2 separate regions of the Mus musculus genome follow, and region 1 is linked to region 2. The links are chromatin contacts, called in public promoter capture Hi-C maps. All regions are on one chromosome and are shown on one strand. The core of a region is the stretch at or near the end of the contact, and the rest is flanking DNA. Distances in the headings are between cores, read along the strand shown.

Region 1 (3,803 bases), core at 321-2,820, 5.9 Mb after region 2:
AGCCGAATTGAAGGGCCACAGACATGGCTCAGTGGGTCAGGTGCTTGCTACAAAGTTCTGAGTTCCATTCATGGGACCCACACTGTGGGACAACAAAAGTGGTTGTAAGTTGTCCTCAGACCTCCACCCACACAGCACACACACCCACACACACACACACACATATAGAAAGTCAAGAGAGGGTGGGTGGCTATGGGGGACTTTTGGTATAGCATTGCAAATGTAAATGAGCGAAATACCTAATAAAAAATGGAAAAAAAAAAAAAAGAAAAAAAAAAAGAAGATAAAAAAAAAAAAAAGAAAGTCAAGAGAAAAGCTCCTACCACTAGCAACAGGCAACAGACAAGTAGAAGACAATAGAAATCATGTGTATACGTCGTTCTAAGCACTATGAGGTAGAGGATAATTGTTATATGCGGGGCCTGTGATGACCTAAGTCCTCTTAAGATGACTGATCTCTAGGCCTCATGTGGTAGAGAGAGCCGGCGTCCCCAAGTTGTCCACTGACTTCCATCTGTATGCTGGGGCATGCATCCACTCCCCACTCCCACATGCTCACATAAGCATACACATAAAATAAAATGTAATAAAAAGTAAGGCACTGTCAGGTATACAGTGTCATTTTTCAAAGGATAGTAGCTTATTTAAAAATGTAATGAACAAAAAAGTTTTATTTTAAATCTTATTTATTTTTTCCTATTTAATTTGTTTATTTTGTTTTGGGGGCAGGGTTTGCTTGCATAGCCTTGGCTCTCCTAGAACTAGCTTTGTAGTTCAGGCTGGCCTCAAACTCACAGAGATCTACCAGCCTCTGCCTTCCTAGTGCTGGGATTGAAGGGGTGTGCCACCACTGTCAGACTTTTTTTTTTTAAAGATTTATTTATTTATTTATTATTTATGTATTTGGTTTTCAAAACAGGGTTTCTCTGCATAGCCCTGGCAAGATTTATTTATCTTATGTATATGAGTACACTACACTGTAGCTGTCTTCAGACACACCAGAAGAGGGTATGGGATCCCATTACAGATGGTTATGAGCCATCATGTGGTTGCTGGAAATTGAACTCAAAAAACTCTGGAAGAGCAGCCAGTTCTCTTAACCACTGGGCCATCACTCCAACCCTAACCTTTAGTTTTTAGAAGATAACTCTGGCCAGGCGTGGTGCAACACGCCTTTAATCCCAACACTTGGGCGGCAAAGGCAGGTGGATTTCTGAGTTCGAGGCCAGCCTGGTCTACAGCATGAGTTCCAGGACAGGCAGGGCTACACAGAGAAACCCTGTCTCGAAAAACCAAAAAAAAAAAAAAAAGAAGAAGAAGGAGGAGGAGGAGAAGAAGAAAACTCTGTAAAGTCCTTTCTTCCACCACATGAGTCGCAAGGCTCAAAGTCTGTTCATCATTTTAGGAGAAAGCGCTTTTACTTGCTCAGCCATCTCAGCTGCCCTTACCTATTAGGGTGGGGGTGGGGCCTGGGGGGACGTTCCCTAGGTGCATTGCCACGGAGTAAAGAAAAACTACATTTCCCATGATGCCCCATACAGGAAGGAAGTGATCTTGGTCACCTCCCGTCATTGCTTATAGACCGGAAGCCGCTGCCTTAGTTCTCTTTCCCGTCTTGCAAGGTAGGAATGGCGGGCGTCTGTGTGGCAGCGGCTTTCGGGACCCCAATCCTCGTCCATCCGAAATTGGGGGACATCCGGGGATCACTACCCAGGGCCGCCTATGGTCGGGATCATTCGCCAGATCTCTCGGGAGCTTCATTTCTGTCAGCGTGGGTTGGCGGGGGGCTAAGAACGAGCGTAGCGCCCGAGATGGTCGCTGGGCCCTGCCGGCTGCCGTAACCTGGGGAGGGTTGGAGGGCCTGTGTTGCGACTTGCGACCCTGCAGTGGGGGTTCCAGAACCTTCTGTTGAGCCTGTCTTGGCCACGTTGGGCTTCGCGACTGAAGGTGGGGAACCGCGTCCCCGGAAGACGACCGGAGAGCACCGCTGTCGGCTACTTTGCGGAGCTGGGGCCATCGTGGTGGCTTCGGGACCTAGGGCGACACCAGAGGGGGAGGTCTCGGGTGTTCCGTGCTGGTGCATGGGTTTGGATTTATGGCAGGCCCGTTCCCCTGGGTCTGTCATAGTGTCCCGTGCTAGAGCAACCCGTGGCCCCGAACCATTGCCTGGCCTCTGCCTGTAGGCTGCTGGCACTGAAGTGGGTCGCACAGAAGAGCCTCGAGATTCTGGGCTTCCTTGCCTGTGTAGACACTAGCAAAGATTGTCTTTGGTTTTCTGATTCACAAAAATGGAAGAATAAGATAAGGAACCACAAAAAAGTTTTTTAGCAAAAAAAAAAAAACAAAAAAACTAATAGTGCTAGATACTTAACCCTGTGTTTGGAAGGAAGAGGCATTGCAAGCATCAGAGGATGGTTTTCATACTAGCTTGTTGACAAATGGTTGATGAAATGCCTTTATTGTTTATATCCCTAGATGGCGGGTGAAAAAGCGCCTGATACAAAGGAGAAGAAACCTGCGGCCAAGAAGGCTGGCAGTGATGCTGCTGCCTCCCGGCCCCGGGCCGCCAAAGTAGCCAAAAAGGTTCACCCTAAGGGTAAAAAGCCCAAGAAGGCGAAGCCCCATTGCAGCCGAAACCCTGTCCTGGTGAGAGGAATTGGCAGGTACTCCCGATCTGCTATGTACTCCAGGAAGGCCTTGTACAAAAGGAAATACTCGGCTGCCAAGACCAAGGTAGGAGAGGGAACGGATGGCCCACTATGATGCCTTATTCCTGCGTTTGAGGTCTGGCAGGATCCTGGATTGATGGGTTTGTCTTTGTAGGTTGAGAAGAAGAAGAAAAAAGAGAAGGTCCTTGCTACTGTCACCAAAACAGTTGGTGGGGACAAGAACGGTGGCACCCGGGTGGTGAAGCTTCGAAAAATGGTGAGATCTAGTTTGGGTTGCTTTCCTTGGGGTTAGGGTTGAGGCTTGTCTGAAAGAGGCTATGTCAGTCAAGTCTAGTTGGGATAAGCTCTCAGGCTGGGGGTGTAGCTCATAGTGGGACCAGCACACTGGGGTTCTGGCTACTCCATTGCTGGCAAGTGGAAGGTGGGTATTTATCAAACTTGTGGTATTGATGTCTAGTTTTCCCTCTTGAAGAAAGTGGGTGTGTGCCTTCTGCCAAGGTAGAAGAGGTATGATGCGCTTTGTACCTTTGCCTCGGGTAGCCTGGTCTGATCTGAAACTCCCTTCTGAGCCACCTTCCCCATATTTGGCTGTGACCTTAACTCCTAAGAAGTGTGTTAGAGTTCCAAGCCCCAAGGAAAGCTTGGGAATGAGTGGAGAGATGCCTCGGGGTAAGGGGACAGTGCTGTTCCCAGCCTCTGCTACAGGCTCTTCCCAGCCACCTGGAACTCCCACTCCCAAGGATAACTCAGTGGCACATGTACTCATGGGCATACCCAGGGACACATGCAAACCGCATTCCTTTAATCCCAGCCCTCGAGGGGCAAAGGCAGGCTGATCTCAATGTTCTAAGCCACCCAGGGCTACAGAGAAACCCTGTCTCAGAAAAGCAAAACAAGCCAAACACTTTTTAAAAAGGTTAGAGTGTCTGTCTCCAGTGTGCCAGAGGTTCCTTTCTGTGTTGTCAGTGGGGCTTGACTCTTGGGGTTTTCAAGGCTGTGTCTCTGAATGCAGCTCTGGTGGGCTGAGCAGATTGCTCAATGGTGTGTGGTGCCGGTGCTCTCTCCAGCCTAGGTATTATCCCACCGAAGATGTTCCTCGGAAGCTGCTGAGCCACGGCAAGAAGCCCTTCAGCC
Region 2 (3,686 bases), core at 232-2,731:
ATTCTCTGCGGTGGAATAACTCCTGGCTAGACAGGTTAAACGATTAGAGTAGTGCTATCACACCTAAAAGCCTACCCGTGTGCTTTGTGCATAATCAGTAAGTAGTATTATTATATTATTATAATAATATCATTATTATTATGTTATAGTAATACTAAGAAGCCTGACTACACACATCACTCTCTCTCTCACACACACACACACACACACACACACACACACCATGAAAGCCAAGCCCATATAACCTACCGCACACAAACAGGCATAATATTTAGGCAAAAAGTTGTCAAGTACTCTAAGCGCTTAGCCCATTTACTTAATAGTGTGTATTAGCAAACTCAAGGACTGAACCTAAATGAACTGAATGCAGGGTCTGCATGCTTTACTATCACGCCGAGCAACGCCATCCCAACATGAGTCCTCTTAAACAGAGGAGCAGACCCGGTGCCAGATTTAAGTCTGAAAATCCTCGGGCCTCACCCTCTCTTATTCAAACTTGAATGCCACCCAAAGCTAATCCGACACTAGAAGAGAAAACAAAGTCAATTGTTTTAGAGCCTGGACCGACGGTGAGTCACACAAAGCCAGGTCTTGAGGCCTTCTGTGAGGTGCTTGCCACCTGGATGACCTTAACCCTTTCCAAAATCTCAGATCCCTCATCTGCAAAATGGGGCTAAGAATAGCGCCTACTTCAGCCAGCTGTTTTGAATATGAATGCAAGGGCCCAAATTAACCACGCAGCGCAGATCGGCTTAACCGTAAATACTGGATGTCAGTGCAAGCGGAAGGTGGGTCGTTTGTCCCTCCTCCCCCAAGTGACCCGGCAGACCCGCCGGCTCTTACCACTCTTGGGTTTAGACTCGCCGGCCGGCCCCGCCGAGGCGGAGCGGGGCGGCTGTTGCCCTTTGCTGCTGCCCGAGGAGGCGGAGGAGCTGTTGGAGCCGCTGTTCTTGTCCATGTCGGAGGCGGTGGCGGCGGCGCTGGGGGAGCTCTGCGGCATCAAAGGGGGCCTCGGCGGCGACGGCGGTCGGAGCGGAGCGGGCGCGGCGGGGACCCAGGCTCATGGCGTTCAGGGCCGGCGGGGGTCGGCGGCGGCAGCGGTTCTCGGCCTTCATGGCGACATTTTTCCTTGTTTCCTTCCTCAGCTTCTCAAAATGGAAGGAGAAGCGGCAAGGTGGGGTTGTGGGGCCCAGAGGCGGCGGTGACCGAAGAGGAGGACGAGGACGAGGAGGAGGAGGAGGAGGAGGCCGGGGCTCGGAGGTCCGGGCCGGGCCTGGCGGGGCAGAGGCTGCGGGGGAAAGGGAGGCGCGGGAGGGTCGCGAGCCCCGCCGGCCGGCCGGACACGCTCTCCCGCCGCGGGGCAGGAGAGAGGGCTGGCTGTCTCGGTGCCGGGGACCGGGGTCTCCGACACAGCGACCGACACTCGCCTCTGGGCCGAGGCCGAGCTGCTCCGGGAATGGCGACGAGTCGCCAAACAGCATCTCCAAGAACCCGGATGGACTATTTATATAGTTGCCAGGCGGGCGTGGTGCATTCTGGGAAGTGTAGTCTTTTACCTACATCCGGGTCCTAGGGGAGGGACCGCTTGTGCCTGCCAATGCTTTTTTTCTCTCTTCCCTGTTCGAGGTTTCTTTTCCTTCCCGCCTCCCTAGCGGGTTCCTTCTTTTTGAGACAATGTTTCATTTTGTAGTCCTAACGGGACCTGAACTCTTTGTGTGCAACAGTCTGGCTTCCAATTCACAGATATTCCTCGCCAGTGCTTGGATTTTTTTCTTTTTTTAAAAAAAAGATGTGTGGGTGTCTGGCCTCCTACAATACCAAGCAAACACGTGGTATACAGACATACTCATATAGACAAAACACCCATACACAAAATTTTTTAGAAAACCAAGTGGAGTGTGATGGCCCACCTGCAATTCCGGTGCACCGGAGACAAGAGATCTGGAAATTCCCAGAACAAACTGGCTAGCCAGACTAGCTCAAATGGTGAGTCTACCTAGCCATTCTGTGAAGAATGTGGAGAGTCTTGGAGGAAAACACTCAATGGCAGCCTCAGAACTCCATGTACACCTGTGCATACGTGTAAGATTTTTCATACACGTATGCATGCCACATTCATATATAAAGATCGGTAAGAAGCAACATTCGAAACACCAACAAAGAGAAACAACATAGTACAGTTAAGTAAGGAGATGCTAATCAAACACGTTTCAATAGAAAAGCATCCCAGCTTGAGAGGGATAAAAGAGGACTTCTTAGAAATGCTGTGTCATGTGACACACACAGGACGAATGGAATTTGGGGGGGGGGGGCTGTTAGGGATCAAATCCAGAGCTCCATGCTCACAATCTAGTTTTCTACCTCTAAGCTACTACCTCATCTAGCCGATGAGTGGAATTTTAGCAATCGTGTATGTAGGAGAACTAGAGTGGCTCATGCCTGTATCACTAATACTCAAGAAGCAGAGACAGAAGACGGATGCCAGTGGTGCACATCTTTAATCTCAGCACTCAGGAGGCAGATGCAGGTGGATCTCTGAGTTCAAGGCCAGCCTGGTCTACAGAGCAAGTTTCAGGTCAGCTGGGGCTACACAGAAAAACCTTGTCTCAAAAAAATAAATAAATAAACAGAGACAGGAAGTGCAGAGTGTAAGGCTAGCATGTGCTACATAGTGAGACCATGTTCCTTATAAGAGAGAAAAAGAATAAAAGCAGACAGTGTAGTGTAGTCACAGGGCCCTTGCATGGGCAAAGTTCTGATTTGATCCTCAGTATCATAAATGGGAAAGGAACAAGAATGTGCGGGCCAAGCCAGGCAGTGGTGGCGCACACCTTTAATCCCAGCACTTGGGAGGCAGAGGCAGGGCAAAAAAGAAAGAAAAGAAAAGAAAAAAAGAAAGAAAGAAAAATGAAAAAAGCAGGAGTCAGACTCTTATTTGGTTCCTTATTATCATATAGTATATGAGATATTATTTAGTATGGAAGGAATCAGTTTAAAATGACATGGAGATCCATAGAACTATAACTTGGGGGGGAGGGGTTTGCTAGAGAGATGGCTCGGAGGTTAAGAGCACTGAATGCTTTTCCAGAGGTCCTAAACTCAATTCCAAATCACAAACATGGTGGCTCACAACCATCTGTAAGGTGATCCACTGCCCTCTTCTGGTGTGTCTGAAGATAGCTACAGTGTACTCACATATATAAAATAAATAAATCCATTTTTAAAAAGGAACTATAATTTTTCAGTTTTTTGGTTGTTATTTTATTTTTGTGTTTACACATGTTTTACCAGCTAGTATGTCTGTGCCATGTGTCTCTAGATACCAGAAGAGAGGATTGTATACCCCAGCACTGGAATTAAAGCACCATATAGGCTCTGGGAATCAAACCCAGGTCCTCTGGAAGAGTAGCTAGTGTTCTTAATTGCTGAGCTATCTCACCTGAAAGGACTCTGGCTAGCCTGAGTGTGGTGAGCATGGCTCTGGCAAGCCCTGCCTTCTCTCCCTATTCCTTCTGCCTTTCTAAAAACCATGAAATTATCTTCCTAAAGCTAGCCCCCAAGGTCTGTTTCCTTATTTGGCCACATCCTGCTCCTGAGGCTGACTACCAAGGTCCAGCTATCAAAGTATTGAAGTGAAGAAATCAGAAGCCTCCTTTGGCTCAGCTAATTAACATGCCCACGCCCAC

The links. Promoter capture Hi-C pulls out the DNA fragments that hold promoters and counts their contacts.
Region 1: a contact with region 2 is called in a promoter capture Hi-C map of cranial neural crest. The contact joins the promoter of Rpl6 here to the promoter of Rnf10 in region 2.

What each region holds. Positions count from the first base shown.
Region 1 is chr5:121,202,931-121,206,733 of GRCm38.p6, forward strand. It overlaps Rpl6 (ribosomal protein L6), which reads left to right and starts at 1,571. Exons shown (of 7, transcript NM_011290.5): 1 at 1,571-1,622; 2 at 2,476-2,733; 3 at 2,824-2,925; 4 at 3,737-3,803. The coding sequence starts at 2,476. LOC115490270 (a small nucleolar RNA gene) reads left to right here and starts at 2,080; the gene lies at 2,080-2,213.
Region 2 is chr5:115,271,414-115,275,099 of GRCm38.p6, forward strand. Rnf10 (ring finger protein 10) reads right to left here and starts at 1,482. Exons shown (of 17, transcript NM_016698.2): 1 at 844-1,482. The coding sequence starts at 1,000.